Linked DNA regions of Zea mays: region 1 is linked to region 2. A link is a contact called in public Hi-C data. All regions are on one chromosome and are shown on one strand. Each heading gives the region's core, a stretch centred on a gene start, on an enhancer-like site or on the middle of the called end of the contact. The rest is flanking DNA. Distances are from core to core; before and after follow the strand shown. Region 1 holds the start of LOC103638717 (homeobox protein knotted-1-like 11). Region 2 holds the start of LOC100217243 (putative protein kinase superfamily protein).

Region 1 (4,339 bases), core at 596-3,095, 300 kb before region 2:
GGTCAGACGTTTGCACGATGCCGGCTAGACCAGCGCTAAAATAGAGGGCGCAGTCAAGATGTAATCGGCCAAGTACTCTCTTATTTTTCAATTTTCATAGAGCCATTACAGTGTACTATATTAAGTTATTAACTGTTCTGAGGGGCCTGCAGCAGAGTCTAGAGACATGATAGGGGAAACTTTGACTGGGAGAACACTGTTAAAATTATCTCACAAAGGTAGCACCAGTTGCATGGTCTGCAACATGAGGTTCATGGATGAGATAATGATTCAAAAATGGGTTCGATAGCGTGAAGTTGTAAGGTTTGATTCTAATGCAAGAAAAAAAGTACTAACAATGTTAGTTAATGTTAGTTAGTTTGTAGTTTCCATATACCTGATAAGACCAACAAGAGAATGGCTATTTGGTCAATTTCCAAAGGAAGGAAACATTTGGGGAATGGTCAATACGTTATTTGTGGCGAGAAATTTCAATAAGATGGTCTGCCTAGGTTGCACTGAAACCTGCTGTGACCACCATACGAACAAAACATGAAACATAGCAAATATTAAGTAGGGAGTTGTACTTGTACATCAAGCAGACTCCAAAAAGGGGCAGCTAAAGCATTTTCCTCTAAAAATATTAAAGTAGAAAGCTTCAGCTACCTGTAAGGCTTTGTAAAGTTTGTTCGAGCTCCCAACAAGCCATGACTGCTTCCATTGCATGAACACGCACATGCTGCTGGAGTTGTTCCTTGAATGAACAGAGGAGCAACACATAATGTGTCTGGACGAAAAACGAGACAGGTTAGAATTTAGAACCATTCGAAAGAGGGAAAAAACAGAGAATGATAACAACCTGCTCTTGCCACAAAATGATTAATTATCATTTCAAAAAGAAAAGAGAGGTACAGCTAAACGTAAAAAGAAAGTTGCAAAAACGGCTTCACTATCGATAACCTTGGCAAACAGAGAAGCAACGCAATTAAGAACGAAAAGCATGTAATAAGGGATAGCATCAAAAGTTCATGAGTCGATTCTGCACTTAAATTTGCGGCTCCTTTGCTATGCATGCATAATTAACTCGGTTTATTCGGAAATCCATTTTGAATTAACTAGCCAACATCACCCCCAAAATCTTCCACATGCGTACTACAGAATACTTAGCATGCCGGATGAACCATCCAGCCATACAAATATCCAATTGAACACCCAAAACTCAATCAGAAAATCCGCATGGAGAAGAGAGAACCACTGGGCAACCTTATTAGCTTCATCATAGCAAGACCATAATAGGAAGAGAGACGAGAAAGTATGGGTACTTACCATGAAGAGGTCGAGCTCCTCGCCTCCCGAGTGTGCTCCGCCCGCCGCAGCAGCCGCAGCCGCGGCCTCCATGGGCGGGGGCCTCGCCGCTATCTGCGCGTCGATGCGCGGGAGCTGGTCGACGGGGGTGGCGACGCGGAGGCAGGCGACGTGCGCCTCGAGAAGACGCTCGTACAGCGGGTGCGCCGCGATGGCCGCCTTCTCCCTCTCCCAGCCGGGCCCCCCGGCCATGCCACCTCCGGAGACAAAGCTAGGGTTCGCGGCCGCCCCAACCGCGGCGGCCGCCGCGGGGTCCATCGCCAGCGCGTGGTCGTGGTAGTTGAACGCCATCGGACCGGCAGGCCGCCGCCCAATTAGAGAGAGGTAGCGGCGGGCAAAGGCTGGGGGCCGCGGCGCGAGAAGATGAGGAGCAGCGGGAGCGGGAGCAGGAGAAGGACCACGCGAGAGGGGATGGGAGTCAAGTGGCGGAGGCTTTGAAGACGCGACGGCGAGAGGCGTGTAGTGGTAGTGGGGACTGGGGAAGGGAGGGGACCGCGCTTTGGGGGTAGAGGACGGATAGCGCCCTCCCTTTAATTTCTCGTGCACGTGACTCAATTCCGAAGAGTGAATTGCACAGCAAACATGCTTGGATTTGGATGAGATGAGAACACAAATGTTGTCGGAAACTACTGTATCAGAAATTCGTCACTAACACATGAGTAAATGATAGTTATCACGGTATAGTTTAAAAATAAACTAGCGAACGACAAATATTCAAGAATAGAGATCATGATTTTATATATATCGTACTACCTTTTCCGTTTATATATTAGTTTATAAATATATGTCATCGTTAACTTATTTTTCAAAACTTTAACCATCATCTCATTAAAAATCGTAAGTTCACTTAAGGTTATTTAAGCGTTATTTAAAATTTTATATTTTTAAATAAATATTTGAATAAGATGAGTGATCAAAGTTTTGAAAAATATCAACGATGTCATATATTTATGAATGAATGGAGTATTTCACTAACATTCTGTTGAGCATCATTTATGGTACCTAGGGACGGCCGAACAGTTTAACCATGTGGACGGTCTGCGGTTTTAGTTCGCACGGTCCGCGGTTAGATTAGATCTCGGACGAGAGTCCCTCTCCCGCGTGTACTTATCCACTAACCTCGTAGGAACATGTTGGAAAGCGTTTATGAACGGGTCCAAACCTCCCCTATAAATATAAAGGGTACTGCCGTTTAAATGCACCTAAAATTGATCCAATCAATCTATTTATGAAATCCTTTACTTTCTTGACTTAGGAGTAGCAGTAGTTTAGCCCTAGTATTAGTCTTTCTCGACTTATTACTTTATCTCTAGTCAACTCTACGTCGTCTGGGGACGTCTCAGCTGTCCTGTCGACTCCGGAGCACCCTCTGTAACTCTACTCCCCGACTGGTACCTCCCGCGAGGCGAGATATAGGGTTCTTCACGGAGAAGAAGACACTATGCCATGTCACGGGCCGTCTGACCCTATGTGCGGACCGTTCGGTGTTGCGTGGAGAGGAGCTGCTCCTGCAGCGAGGTCGTAGACTGTCCACGCTCCCGTAGGGAGCACCGTCAGGAGGTTCACCCCTAGTGTTTGGCCTCGAGTTGGAGCCAACACAACCCTTTGGATGGATGGAAATGAAACTTTTATCATAATTAAATTCAAAGAAATGAATAATTTTAAAAATTGAATCAACCAGAGAGTGATTTAATTCTATTATTTGTGTTTGGTTGTACAAGCAGTTTAATTCCTAGAATGAAATTCTAAATATTGTTTGAATACTTTGCATATAAAATTCAATACAATAAAACAAGCAAAGATCTCTAAGATTTGCATCTTTTTCAAAAAAAATGAGTGTGAACAATTTAGAACTATCAAAAACTTTGCCAACAAATGGAATCCACCTATTAAGTGCTCATAACAGTGCTAAAATGGGTGAAAATAAATTATACATGATCAAACAACACCTATTAGGTTCACACATAATAGTTCCACAAAGGCATGTCACACATAACAGTTCTACAAAGACATCAACTTCACACATAACAATTACACAAAGACATCAAGTTTGCGCATAACAGTTCCACAAAGATATTAACTTCGCACATAACAGTTTCATAAAGAAATCAAGTTCGCACATGATTTTCTTTTTGACGAAACAGGAGAGGTGAAGCCCCTACTAGAATATATTTAAAGGGAAAAAGTTACAATAGTACACCAGAGTTTACATTACATAAATGATTATGGTAATTGAGCTCGCTAATGTGTGGCAACAAGAAAAAAGTGTTAGATGCATTCTGTGCATATGAGGTCATAAAGATCTTTGAAATTATTATAGCAGCCTTCCGCATATTAGAATAATCATGAATTTTGTTGCTTCCAAATTGCCCAGGGCATAAGAATGATAATATCCATTGTAAAAGGCATGCCCAATTTGGATTAAATTGTTTGAATGGCCTGAGAAGAGCGAAAGTGTCGTGAATAAGAAATATTGAGTTGGTTCCAACATCTCCTCGTGAAACTGCATCTGAAGAAAAGATGACCCATTGATTCAATTTTCTACCATATACACATCTCACGGTCATAAGAATCTAGTGTAAAAATTCTTCCTCTATAGTAATTTCCTAGTTTTCAATCGGTTATTAATAAGGAGCCAAAAAAGATTTTGTGCTTGAGTTGAGTAGAAGTCTTCCATATCCACCTTGATATGGTGTGAGCAGGGGTATCCCCAAAAGTCTAATGTATGCTTTTTTCACCAGAAAAGAAGAATAGTTCCAAATATATGACCAAGTATCTCTTCCAGCGATGGTTGAAAACCATAATGGTAAAAATTGTTCTAGCTGAGAATAAGCTTGTTCTAATAGAGGCAAATGAAAGTGATTGTGCTAAGAGGATAGGAGACAAAAACTCTACAATGAGATGTCCTAACACCTAGAGAAGGAGAACAATTCCAGGTAAAGATGTAGCAAAGACTGGGTATGCCACTATTCTTTCCATAGCAAAATTGTAGATC
Region 2 (4,275 bases), core at 558-3,057:
TCTAAACCAACAGTAGCAGGGAAGCTGCAGACGCGAGGTGACGACGGAGGACGCGACATTCCAGAATCCAAGTACGGCGAGGGGGCGGCTATTCGCCGAGCTGACCTCGCCTAGCTGCCTTGCCGCGCCACCAGACCAAAAGTACCATCACCACTAGGCACTATAGCCAGGACAGACAGGGAAGGCGGAGAGAGGATCGTATCAACTACATCAGCGAGGAGGAAGCAGCAGGCACACACAGAGGGCGAGAGAAGGACGACGGGCGGCCCAGAGGCCCACCGCGTGGTGCGTGCGCTGCACAGTGCAGTGGTTCCGTCGGCCTTGATGGCGGTGGACGGTGGTGGTGGGTATCCGCCGGTGGGCCTCGGCTCGCCGGAGAGGCAGAACTGATGCGCATTGATTTCCCCGGCCCGGGGGAGGTGGCGGGCGGATGGACGTGCGGAAATAATGCCGGCAGGACGAGCCATTGAAAGCTGCAAAACCGCTGCTGCTGCTCGGGCCAGCAGGTCAGTCAAGCTGATAGCAGCAGTAAAAAAAAAAAACACAAGTGAGGTGAAGGTGACCACCCACCCTGGGCTGGGCCTAGGAGTGGGAGCTCGCAAATGCTTGCACAATCGTGGATGGTCACCAGTCACGTGAGAGAGCTTGGGAGACCCAGACGAAGGGGCCTGCCGCAGTCGTACGCACGCGCTCACTCGGCTGTGAGCTGATGACAGGTCCAAAGGAATCTCAAAGGAGGCGCGGGAGATGCGATGCGAGGCGCAGAAATGGCAATTGGCCGAGCAAGAAGCCGCCAAGATAGACGTACATGTACCGCTACCAAACAACCGAGGCCTCGGAAAAAGCTGTACAAACACATCACCGTACGAACGACCCCGTCTCGCACTCGCAGTCTCATATGATCATATCATCTTCACTCCCGATCCGTCCTTTTCCTTAGACCGCCGCACATGGCCACTCTCACTGCAAAGCGGCCCCCACACCCCCGCTCTGAAAATTTTTATTTTTTCAGTGGGGTTGCAAGAGCCGCTTTCCCAATGAATGATTAAGAAAAAAAATATACCTAATGAGTTATTTAAAAAATGAGTAGTGACAAAGATAAAAAAATATAGGTGAGAAATAAATTTGAACGGACACACCAGCGACATAAACAAAAAAACCAAATAAAAATGCAAACTGTGGGGTTTGAACCCACAACCACAAGGTTAGAAGCCTTATGCTCCACCAAGTGGGCTAGCTGGGCTTTGTGCTCATGTCTGCAACAAATATGTTAATAACACAACCGAGCTCGGCGCCAAGATCTGTGGCGCCGAGCTCGGTGCCACGTCGACGCCACGCGTCTGGGTTGTGCCAACGCAACACGACCTCGGCGCCATAGCCTATGGCGCCGAGCTGTGTTACTTCGGCGCCATAGGCTATGGCGCCGAGCAAAGGGTCCAAAAATGACATTAAAATTTTTTAAGATCTAAACGTGAATTTTTTTCCGAAAAATAGCTAAAATACAAAAAATTCGGGCTACCAAACAACCGAGGCCACGGAAAAAGCTGTACAAACACACCACCGTACGAACGACCCCCTCGCACTCGCAGTCTCATATGATCATATCATCTTCACTCCCGATCCGTCCTTTTCCTTAGACCGCCGCACATGGCCACTCTCACTGCCAAGCGACCCCCGCTCTGCCAGCGTCTCCCTCCCCGTCTCCACCCCCCACCCCCCCAGAATAAAATGCCGAGCAGCTCAACTCAACTGTTCTGCGCACACAGCGTTGCCAACTTGCCATACCCATACCAGAGTGCTCGCAATCACAAGAGAAAAAAAGAAACTTATAAGGAGAGAGAGGAGCTTAGCGCTGTCTCTCTCTCGCTCGTGCGTGCGTGCCCAATTGCAGGAAAGCCACAAAGTCTCGTGTTCCTGGGGGCAGGGATCTCCTCTCCTCTCCTCTGGCTCTTTAACCGGAGAGGCGAGGAGTAGTACGGAGCAGCATGAGGCTGCTGTCACCTCCATTGCCGTCCCTGCGCTCTTCCGTCCCGGCCGTCCTCCTCCACCTCCTCCTCCTGCTGCTGCTGCTGTCCTCATGCCCCTCCCCGGCAAACGGAAGGGCCGCGCCGTCGTCTCCGGGCGCTACGGCGCCTGTCACCAGGCACGTTCGCGCCGCCGGCGCCAATGGCACCGCCCCCGTCGCTCCGGCGGTGCCGGCGCCGCCTCCTGTCGGTAGGTTGCCGGCCGGTTGCCAGGGATCAGATGGAGCAAGCGTTTCTGGTTATTTCTGGTTTTGTTTCTGCGGTTTCTTGTTTCGTTTTTTTGGGAGTGGGGATCTCTTTTTCCCCCCTCCTTAATGAAAACTTGCAGACTGTTTCTCGAGCAGCTGCAGTGGAAGAAGCTGTTGTTTCTACTGAAAATGGCCAAAAAGAGCAGCGGTTTTATCCAGACCTCCTTTTCTTTCGCAATTTGCTCACCGGATAAATGTTCTTTTCATGGAAAAAGGTTGCGATTTCGTTCAAGTTAGAGAGAGAGGACCGTTGCGGAAAATTAGCTGCGTTTAATGATCATCAAGTTACTCCATTTTTCTTCCGACTGACGGTTTTTAGTTGAAACATAGTTTGGTAACTCCATTTTTCTAAAGAATTCACTTTTTTTCAAGGGAAAAAGTGAGACCGTTTCAAAAACCTGATCTTTTCCACGCCCAAAAGCAGCAACTGTGGACTGTGGAGTCAGCTGGTGTTCCTGAACTGTCTCCTGACCTGCATGTTTTCTGTGTCTGCAGTGATCATCGTGGAGCGCCACCGTCATTTCCACCGTGAGCTAGTCATCGCCTCCATCCTCGCCTCAATCGCCATCGTCGCGATTATCCTCTCCACGCTCTACGCGTGGATCCTGTGGCGGCGGTCCCGCCGGCTGCCCCGCGGCAAGAGCGCAGGTCTTGGCTCACTTTTCTGGGCTGCGGCGGGCAGGCTGGCTCTTAGATTCCTGAACTGCTCACGGACCGCTCGCCTCTACATTGCGCAGACACCGCGAGGGGGATCATGCTGGCGCCGATCCTGAGCAAGTTCAACTCGCTCAAGACGAGCAGGAAGGGGCTCGTGGCGATGATCGAGTACCCGTCGCTGGAGGCGGCGACGGGGGAGTTCAGTGAGAGCAACGTGCTCGGCGTAGGCGGCTTCGGTTGCGTCTACAAGGCAGTCTTCGATGGCGGCGTTACCGCGGCGGTCAAGAGGCTGGAGGGAGGTGGCCCTGAGTGCGAGAAGGAATTCGAGGTGTCAATACTTGCCCGTTGGCCATTGGTAACTGGCGAAGGGGTTATTTGTTCTTGTCCTGACTGCTTCGGTTGCGGTTGCTGGCAGAATGAGCTGGATCTGCTTGGCAGGATTCGGCACCCCAACATCGTGTCCCTGCTGGGCTTTTGTGTTCACGAGGGGAATCACTACATTGTTTATGAGCTCATGGAGAAGGGATCCCTGGACACACAGCTGCATGGTACAGTGTCTCCTATGATTTCTCTTTGTTGCTTATGGACGCAGCTCTTTCTTGAGATCTTCGTACTGGGAACCTTTTCATGTGTGGTTATCTTCAGGGGCCTCACATGGATCAGCGCTGACCTGGCATATCCGGATGAAGATCGCACTCGACATGGCCAGGTTCTTATGATTTTACCCCTGCACTTTCCTTGAGATGAATTTAAAATTGAGGTGCTGATGATTGGCTGCCCAGTAGTTTATAACATTGCACTGGTTACTCAAACTGGGCAGGGGATTAGAATACCTCCATGAGCACTGCAGTCCACCAGTGATCCATAGGGATCTGAAGTCATCTAACATACTTTTAGATTCTGACTTCAATGCTAAGGTACGCTTCCCTTTTTTCTTTAAGTACAACTCACTATTCGTACTGTTCTTCGTTTCACAGTGCTGTGAAACAGCTGAATTTGTGGAAGTTCATATCTTTTCTTTGCCCACATGGTGCAGATTTCAGATTTTGGTCTTGCAGTGACCAGTGGGAACATTGACAAGGGAAGCATGAAGCTTTCTGGGACCTTGGGTTATGTGGCCCCTGAGTACCTATTAGATGGTATTGTGTCAGCTTAATTGTCAACTTCGACTCACATACATAAACAACTTCATTATCGACAGTGAAGTTCTACTTCCATCCCGTATCTTTCAGCTACTGTGTCGATTTCAGGGAAGCTGACTGAAAAGAGTGACGTATATGCATTTGGAGTGGTGCTTCTTGAGCTACTAATGGGAAGGAAGCCTGTCGAGAAGATGAGTCAAACTC

The links. Hi-C and Micro-C count contacts between places; a contact is called where the count stands out from the background.
Region 1: a Hi-C map of leaf shows a contact between it and region 2, with 6 times the contacts expected there. The contact joins the promoter of LOC103638717 here to the promoter of LOC100217243 in region 2. A contact is called at or near these places in 5 of 25 Hi-C or Micro-C datasets (ear, leaf and tassel).

Annotation. Positions count from the first base shown.
Region 1 is chr9:98,186,276-98,190,614 of Zm-B73-REFERENCE-NAM-5.0, reverse strand. LOC103638717 (homeobox protein knotted-1-like 11) reads right to left here and starts at 1,845. Exons shown (of 6, transcript XM_008661553.4): 1 at 1,306-1,845; 2 at 646-766. The coding sequence starts at 1,635.
Region 2 is chr9:97,888,143-97,892,417 of Zm-B73-REFERENCE-NAM-5.0, reverse strand. It overlaps LOC100217243 (putative protein kinase superfamily protein), which reads left to right and starts at 1,807. Exons shown (of 10, transcript NM_001143598.1): 1 at 1,807-2,143; 2 at 2,768-2,920; 3 at 3,010-3,257; 4 at 3,345-3,477; 5 at 3,575-3,638; 6 at 3,750-3,846; 7 at 3,966-4,068; 8 at 4,180-4,275. The coding sequence starts at 3,027.